Regions from separate parts of the Sus scrofa genome. Here region 1 is linked to region 2. The links are chromatin contacts, called in public HiChIP or PLAC-seq maps. All regions are on one chromosome and are shown on one strand. Each heading gives the region's core, a stretch centred on a gene start, on an enhancer-like site or on the middle of the called end of the contact. The rest is flanking DNA. Distances are from core to core; before and after follow the strand shown. Region 1 has its middle 81 kb from the start of BTG1. Region 2 has its middle 240 kb from the start of BTG1.

Evidence for each region. HiChIP or PLAC-seq counts read pairs in DNA pulled down with a chosen protein or histone mark.
Region 1: a contact with region 2 is called in an H3K27ac HiChIP or PLAC-seq map of skeletal muscle, with 4 times the contacts expected there. The contact joins two enhancer-like sites. A contact is called at or near these places in 1 of 47 Hi-C or Micro-C datasets (embryonic fibroblasts) and 1 of 2 datasets of contacts at active chromatin or transcription factors (skeletal muscle).

What each region holds. Positions count from the first base shown.
Region 1 is chr5:90,893,786-90,897,658 of Sscrofa11.1, reverse strand. No RefSeq gene overlaps it. Among named protein-coding and RNA genes, the nearest start is that of BTG1, 81 kb to the right of the region's middle. Within about 2 kb of position 2,293, at least 29 of the 83 cell types and tissues checked have an H3K27ac peak or open chromatin away from gene starts, as enhancers often do. A contact at or near this core is called in skeletal muscle, where this site is marked.
Region 2 is chr5:90,568,192-90,572,326 of Sscrofa11.1, reverse strand. No RefSeq gene overlaps it. Among named protein-coding and RNA genes, the nearest start is that of BTG1, 240 kb to the left of the region's middle. Within about 2 kb of position 1,461, at least 13 of the 83 cell types and tissues checked have an H3K27ac peak or open chromatin away from gene starts, as enhancers often do. A contact at or near this core is called in skeletal muscle, where this site is marked.

The sequences.
Region 1 (3,873 bases), core at 1,044-3,543, 320 kb before region 2:
TAAATGCTTTGCTCAGGTGCACGTATATGATGATATTGCTTCTGTGGCAAAGAAAGCATAGTCTTATCAAAATGCTATTGATTTTTTTCAGAAGAAATCTCAAGCCCTTGTTAATGGAACCTTGCAAACAAGCTCAAAAGCCCACTCTTTTTTCTATAGGCTGGCTATCCACTCCAGGATATAGCATAGCTAATAAACTTTCATGCTTATTAAATTTTTACTAAGCATTCTGAGATCCCTCATACCTCTACCACTTTGTTAGTCCACTTTTTTAAAAAAAGCACTAGGAGGAGATTATTATTTTGTATGTTGCAAGTGAGCAAACTGAAGCTCAGAAAGGTTAAGTGTTTTGCACAAGATCACACAGTTAGAAGTTGTTGGTGAGATTTGAGTTGATTCAGTCATTTATTCAATAAATATTTACTATTAAGTGTCAGGTCTACATGACTCTAAAGTAATATTCTTTCCCCTAATTCTTCCTAGTAAAATAAATGATATAATAATATCCTATCATTAATAATGTTCTCTCAAAAAGTGGAGCAGGGAGTTCCCTTCGTGGCTCAGCGGTTAACGAACCTGACTAGGATCCATGAGGAAGTGGGTTCGATCCCTGGCCTTGTTCAGTGGGTTAAGGATCCAGCGTTGCCCTGCGCTATGGCGTAGGTGGCAGACACGGCTCAGATCCTGTCTGGCTGTGGCTGTGGTGTAGGCCGGCAGCTGCAGCTCTGGTTTGACCCCTAGCCTGGGAACTTCCAGATGCCGTGAATACGGCCCTAAAAATAAAAAACAAAAAACAAAAAGGGAAGCAGTTTGGCCTTATGGCTTAGAAAAAATATAATCAGCTGATTGGCCTGGCCGAGCAAGTATCCACATGGCTCAACATGACTCTACTTTCAAAGCTGGAGGCTTAAAAAGAATCGTCCTGCACAGTCAGAAGTGCCATTCTCAGACAAGAATATGTGAGTGTGTGTGCTTAACTGCCTATAAAACTTTGTGAGGATGATACACTTCGGAACTTCTACTTATTCGAAAGTTGAAAAGAAGTGAAAATCAGTATATGCAACTCACTAAAGAGGGAAAAGCCAACTGTCCCAGGGCTTTGTAGTTATAAAGGCAGGATGATCCTTTTCAGTAACATAAATGATGCGTTTTAGCCTCATACCAATCCTGTGAGATCCAGAGGGTGGTGGTTGTTGTGCCCACTCCTGAGAGACTGAGGTTTGGGTTGTAAAGGTCATGGACACCTAGGCATGTCCAAATTCACATCACTATGTAATGGCAGGACTAAGGTTTGAACTTAGGTTCTACCTGCTCTTTCTGGTATGCAGCCTGCATTGGTCAGGATGAGCCAGGTTATGCTGCAGCAACACATGGCCTTCAGATCGCAAGGGCTCACAGTAACAAAGCTTGATCTCTTTTTCATGTCCCATGTTACCTGTGGCTTCGATGTAGTTTGTGTTTACAGCTGGACCCAGAGGACAAAGCGACCTCTACCTGGAATAGCCAGTTACGGGGCAGAGTGAGAGCAAGAGGGATGGACCTCACACTGGCTCTTAAAGCCTCTGGTAGAAGGTGGCCACCAGGAATTTCCTGGTGGCACAGTGGCTTAAGGACCCAGCGTTGCCACTGCTGTGGCATTACTTCGATCCCTGGCCTGGGAACTTCCACATGCCTATGCGGTGGCCAAAAAAAAAAAAAAAAAAAGAATAAAGTGACCGTCATCCTCAGGTCATTGGCCAGAACAAGTCACGTGGCCTTGTGCCCACACAATATAGCAGAGATGTATTATCTCTGGGGCCTCTCCCACAGCGAGAGGCCCCAAAGAGGAGTAAAACTGCTTCCGTTTCTATCAGCGTAGTGATGAAGGAAGGCATCGTGATCCTCCTTCCCACGTACAAGGAAGTTATTCTCTAATCAATACGGTACCAATTAAGAAACATTTCAGATAGGACCGACCCATCTCACATAATGTAAACACGAAATGATTAAACGAACTTAATATTTTAAAAAGCAACAGTCCTAAAATATGCCTGTTATGCATGAAACCCGCATTGGCAAAGAAAGCAGCTTTTGCTCTGGGAATAAACTTTCCGTTTCTGGCAGGAGAATTGGATAGCAACACTGAAGTGGTCCAGTGAATGGGCGTTAGAGTGTTATATTTGAATGTGTAATGAATAAACATTGGCAGAAACCCCGTTTGCCACGTGACTCCAAAACAAACACCAGTCAGTAGGGAACTACCAGCTGTGCTGAGCAGGGGGAAGAAAAAAAAAAAGCAAAAGCACACATACACCCTCCATCCTTGGAGCAAAAATCCCCTGCTGAAATCACCTCCCCCTAGAAGGCAGGGCACAGTGGAGTCTTACACGTGTTCCAGCACACAACCCCACCCCTGGAAAGTCCTCCTGGTAAAGCCATTTAAACAAAGTTCAGAGGAAGACAGAAGTAGGACATGAAACAGAGTTCAGGCATTCACAGAATCTTGCTTTCCCTTGTGTCAAGTGGCAGTTTTTGTTTTTGTCTTTTAAAGGAGCATTTAGCAAAAGTTTAAAGTAGCTAATTTCTAATGTCGGCTGACTTAAAATGTCCCTTGCAATTCTAAGCTCCTATGATTCTGTAAAGAAGTTTCTGGGGTGAGAAGCAACAAATCTATTTCCTTTTTTTGTTATTTTATGATTTTTATTTTTTCCATTATGGTTGATTTACAGTGTTCTGTCAATTTCTACTGTACAGTAAAGTGACCCAGCTATACATATATATATGAGTGTGTGTGTGTGTGTTGTGTATTTTTTTCTTCTTCTCACACTATTCTCCATCATGTTCCTTCATGCAACTCTATTTTCTTATTTAAGGATTGAAATAAAGAAAAAAAGGATGTGCCTTATATAATAAAATTTAACAGGGAACAACACTAAAAAAAATGTTCTATAAACTATAAAGTTGTCTTGTATTAGGCAATCTGCATATAAAATTCTCTTGCTTAAAATTTTTTGGCATTGAGTCCAGACTTGCTTTGTTGAAGTGACACTTCTCTAATACTCTTTCAGGGTAGGGAGGGAGGAGGAATGCCCTGACTTAGAACTTCACCTTAGACGCTCAGTAATGGTCACCCAAGGGAAGACTCATAAAGAATCACTGCCCTTTAGTTAACTTTCAAGTATGAGACACACTGTCCTCGGATAAAGGAGAACCATTACTGCCTGTCACATTTTAGATTAAATAATTACATTTCTATGTCTTGCTTTTTTCTTATGACTTTAAATAGAATTCATGGTGAAAGGAACCTAGATTACTAGGAAATGTTTCTGAGTAGGTCGAATTGTGCTTTTCTGAAATGCTTAGACGGAACGATAATTTTACTGGCATAATTGTTGCTAGCAAACCTCCACAACTGATATTCATATTTTAATGTAGCTATAAGTAAAATTGTGTCTCGGGTACCAAAATGCCAAAATGGAATATATAAGTGAAAGAAAGTAATGGTGGCAGGGGAGAAATGCATGTTAACTATGTTTCTCTGACACCAGACTTGGCAGCCTGCTGCTTCTCTAGATACTTTCTATAGAAAGAATTAATGGGCAGGAGATGTGTGGTCTTTTTTTGAATCTAACTGGATATAGAAACTCCTCTGATGGGTAACAGAGGCAGGTAGTACAAGAGGGAAGCCCACAAGAAAAGATGAGGTTCATGTTGGGAAGAGAGGATGAATTACAGTGTCACAGGATCAAAAGGTTTGAAAGAGGGTTGGGTCAATTGGGTCTTAAGCACACCTGTCTTCCTTCCAAACTAGTTCAAATTTCTCTTTGACTCCTAAATCAAATGTTTGGTAGGTAGTAGTAAGATTCAGTGAAACTCTACAGGGAATTAATAATT
Region 2 (4,135 bases), core at 212-2,711:
CGGGAACTAGGAATTTTATAAATCAGTGGCATCCAAAGCTCTGTTTTCAAACAGAGAAATTTGAGGCTCTAAAAGGCTAAGAGATTTGCTTCAAGTTCTAGAGGGAATTACTTGATAATGAAGCCACAGCCAGAAACCTCATTTCCCAACCTCAAGGTTGGTTTGCTTTCCAGAACACTAGAACACTCCAAATAATTTCTGCAACAAAAATAATCTCACCATTTCCCCTCATATTTATGGCTGAGAAAACCACTCAGTGATCAAGGCACCTAAGTAAATAAAATGTATCATAACTGGGTACATTTCAGCCAAGAAACAAGGGAAAGATCATGTCACTTCAGTTCTCAACAAGCTCTTTTGTTAATTTATTCAACGGCTGTTATCTTGAATAGGTGACACCCACATATCAAATTGCATTTTGGTCTATTGCAATGACTAGTTTTCCTTGTTCTTTGGTTCCTAAAGCCAATTATTCTCTTTAACACCTTTGGAGATGCTAAGTGAGGCTAATGAGAGCGGATTTCTTGTGTGTTTATTAGTCATCACCATCACCTCACATATGTAGATATATTTTTAATACTTTCAGAGTGTCAATAAATTATGTTTGAGCCTCAAAAGAATATCATAAAGCAGCTATCACCTCCTAGGAAATACAAGCTTCACTGGCAGAAGAGTGGTGAAAGATGTGGTTTCAGACCATTAGAGTTTCAAATCCTTCTCCTGTCACCAGCTGTGTGGCCCTGAGTAAGTTACTTCACCCCTGAGTGCTTCAGTGCCTCATCCGTAATATGAAGCAATAAAAGAAGCTGTCTTGTGTACTTGTTTTTAGAATGAAGATAATCCATGCAAAATGTTTATCAAGTCACGTGGCATAGTCTCTCCAATACTATTAGCTAGACTATTTATAAATTAGGTATTGATAGCCCCCAATAACTAACACTTAATGAATGCCTACTATGTACCAAGTACTATATTCTAAGAACCTCACAAGCAGTAACTCAGTTTTCACAGTGACTGTTGGAGGTGAGAACGACGATTACTATGTCTGTTTTGCAAATGAGGAAATTGAGACACGCAGACAAAGTCACTTGCCCCAAGTCTCGCAGGTGGGAGATTGTAGAGCCAGGGCTGGAACTCAGAAGGTCGGGTCCTTGGCTCGCTCTGTTTCCCAGAACAGGCTGTGTGCTAGGCCTGCGGGGGCGACAGCAGTGAGAACCCCATGGTTCCTGCCTTCCTGAAAGCCAATGCAATCTCCCTAAAGGAGAGAGGAGCTCTCTGCAAAATGGTGGGACGAAAGAGCGAGCTCTGAACTCTTCCTAGGAGCTTTGGAAAGGGTCGGTTATCCTAATCCTCCTGTTGTTTAGATCTGCTTGCTCCCTTCTCTGCGGGCCACACACATCCCTAAGCTGAGAATCACCGGTTACCTAACCTCTGGTCCCTCCCACAGCACTTGCTACCCTATCTCAAAAAGCCACCCGACTCAGATTCCAGGTCCCTGACCACCTCTATCACGCGTCCTGTCACCTTCATGATACTCTTTCCAACATTCTACATTTCCTTTCCGTGGGTTGTTAGGTGAATACACGCTTGGCCCTCAGTGAGGACTCCTTGTTCGACATGGCACACACTACAAAGATGATGATTCAACACACATTTCTGAGCGTATCCAGTCTATACGCTGCAGGGCTAGAAATGAATTCATGCTTCTTTGATGCCACAGTGCCATCTCTCCTGAGGGTGGGGCCTGTATTTCTTCGGCATCCAATTTCTCACAAGTATATGATTTCTACTTTTGCAAAACAGGACGTTGTTTAACCAAGTTCTTATGGGAGGAAGCACAGCCCAGTGAGCAGAACAATGATTTGAAAGTCCTGGGTTCTATTTTCAGCTCCACTGTTGACTAGCTGTGCATTCAGCCCTTGGAAGGTCAAAGCAGAAGGGCCTTGCACCGCTGACTTTCTCTGCATGTACAGCTCTAGATGGAAAACAAAACAGGCATCTGGCTCTCAGCCTTGAGAAGCTGTGGTCTTTGGAGAATAGATGTGTAGTCACACTTTGTTTTCTTTTTAAAGCAAAAGAACAGAACAAACTCTCTTGGGGTGGGGGAGAGAGAGGGCGGCTGCAAAACGAGCTGGCAGAGAACCTAAGAGAGAAACCCAATCACCTTTTAAACAATCCAGGGGTTAAGGGACTGTTCGAACCATTTCAATCAAAGAAGCCTCTCCGGAGTAAGTTGGAGTTGCCTGCGTTCTAACATGGAAGAGGCTAAGGTTTGAAAGACTTCTCCAAATTTGAACAATGCCAGGTGTCCAGAACTCTTCCTATAGGGCAGACAGGAGATGCTAGTGAGTGAGGCTTGTGGGCAAAGGTGGAAGCACCGGCCCCCTCTAAAGCCATCTGCTGCTACCCAGCACCAGCTGCTTGTCATGGGGAGAAGCCACTGTTGCCTACACAGCTGAGCTTTCAAGAAAAACTAAACAATTAAAATTTTGTTCTTAGAACTTCACTTTAAATGACGGAGCCTAATCAACATTTAGAGTCACTGAGCAGGCAAACTGAACTTAGCAAAGCCTAGGCGATGCACTCTCTATCGCTCCTATCTAAAGATGGGATGGAGTTCCTTAAGGATTTTAATTATGTGCTCTGCTATGAATGGGTAGAAATTACACACCAGACAAAAGCTGTTAGCAGTGGCACTCAAACTTGGCTGCACGTGGGAATACCATTAAAGACAATGATACCTGGCTCCCAACACAAAGATTCTGATTTAATTAGAGTGGGCTGCTGTCTGAGTATTGGAATTTCCAAATACTCCCCGAGTGACTCTAATAGGCAATCTTGATTGAGAAGCACTGTTATAGGGTATTATAAAAAAGTAAAAGAGTTTCAGAAATTTGTGAGTTTTTAACTTGATAAAATGCACAGCTAATCCCTAGCTGACATGGGTCAGGGAACTGATATTCAATCTGAACTGCTTTTTCTTTTTTTAACTGGGACTCTTAGCTCTAGCATCATTGCTGGTGGCCTTAATGTTTTTGAGCTCATTTGGAAACAGTGCTGCCAACAGGGGATTTCTGGGCAAATAAGGGTATTGTTATAAAGGTCAAACACAACAAAAACCAAAGGACAAGTGCAAGCCTAAGCACAGATAAGTATTTATAGGGGAAATTAATTCGGTGTAGGATGGCCGTGAACGAGGGGCTAGAGCAAAGTGAGCCTTTTACAAGTGAAATTTAATCTGTGTCTACATTCTAATGGCTGTAAGACTCACCCTATGAAGCTAAGAATTGGTACATAAAATTAATATTTTCCATTTTTTTTCTTCCCTATGCATTTTTGTGGGCCTTATGCATTATAAAAAAACATGACAGAGCCTCGGGGCGATACCTCTGGCTGGTCCTCGTTTCAGCTTTGGTTTCTCTTGCTGTATTTCTCATAAGAGATATTAGTGTGCGTTGAATATATTAAGGCATGTGTAATGCGCAGTTAAATGGGGGCATTTCCTCTTCTGTACAGGATTCAGAGGAGGCCCCATATAATTGGTGCCAAGGAGCCCCACATTCTAAAGCGAGGTGGCAGCTGAAGGGACCTGGTAAGAGGTTATGGGGGTGGTTCCACCCACGTAAACACTGACAACCTCCAATCTATCAAGAATGACTTTAAAGAAGTTGGTACTGGGGATTTCTTTGCAGGGTGTTATCAACTTAGTAAGCGTCCCCATCCTCAACCTCCACCCTGGACAGAAGCGTTACTTCTTTAACACAAACCAAAAAAGAGACACATCAATGGAACCACTGGAGAGCTTACGTCAGGTCTTCTGGACTTCAAAACACACAGGGACTGATGTCTGACTCATACTTGGAAACATGGGACTGTGGCCCAAATTACTCTTTTCTGGTATGTAAAACCGAGTTATATTGGGAATAAGTAGCACTTCCAGAAATGGGGGGGGGGGGGGGCAAATAAGGATCTGCCCAAGAAAGGCGGACTAGATTATCTTGGGAGAGACTGCCTAGAATGGTGCCATGACTTCATCAGTGAGGAGGTACCACTAGAAGCCAAGAGAATGAAGAGCCATACGTGGCTGGCCTGAGAGGCACTGCCCGAGTCAGCAGAACAGTTATTGAAAAGGTGT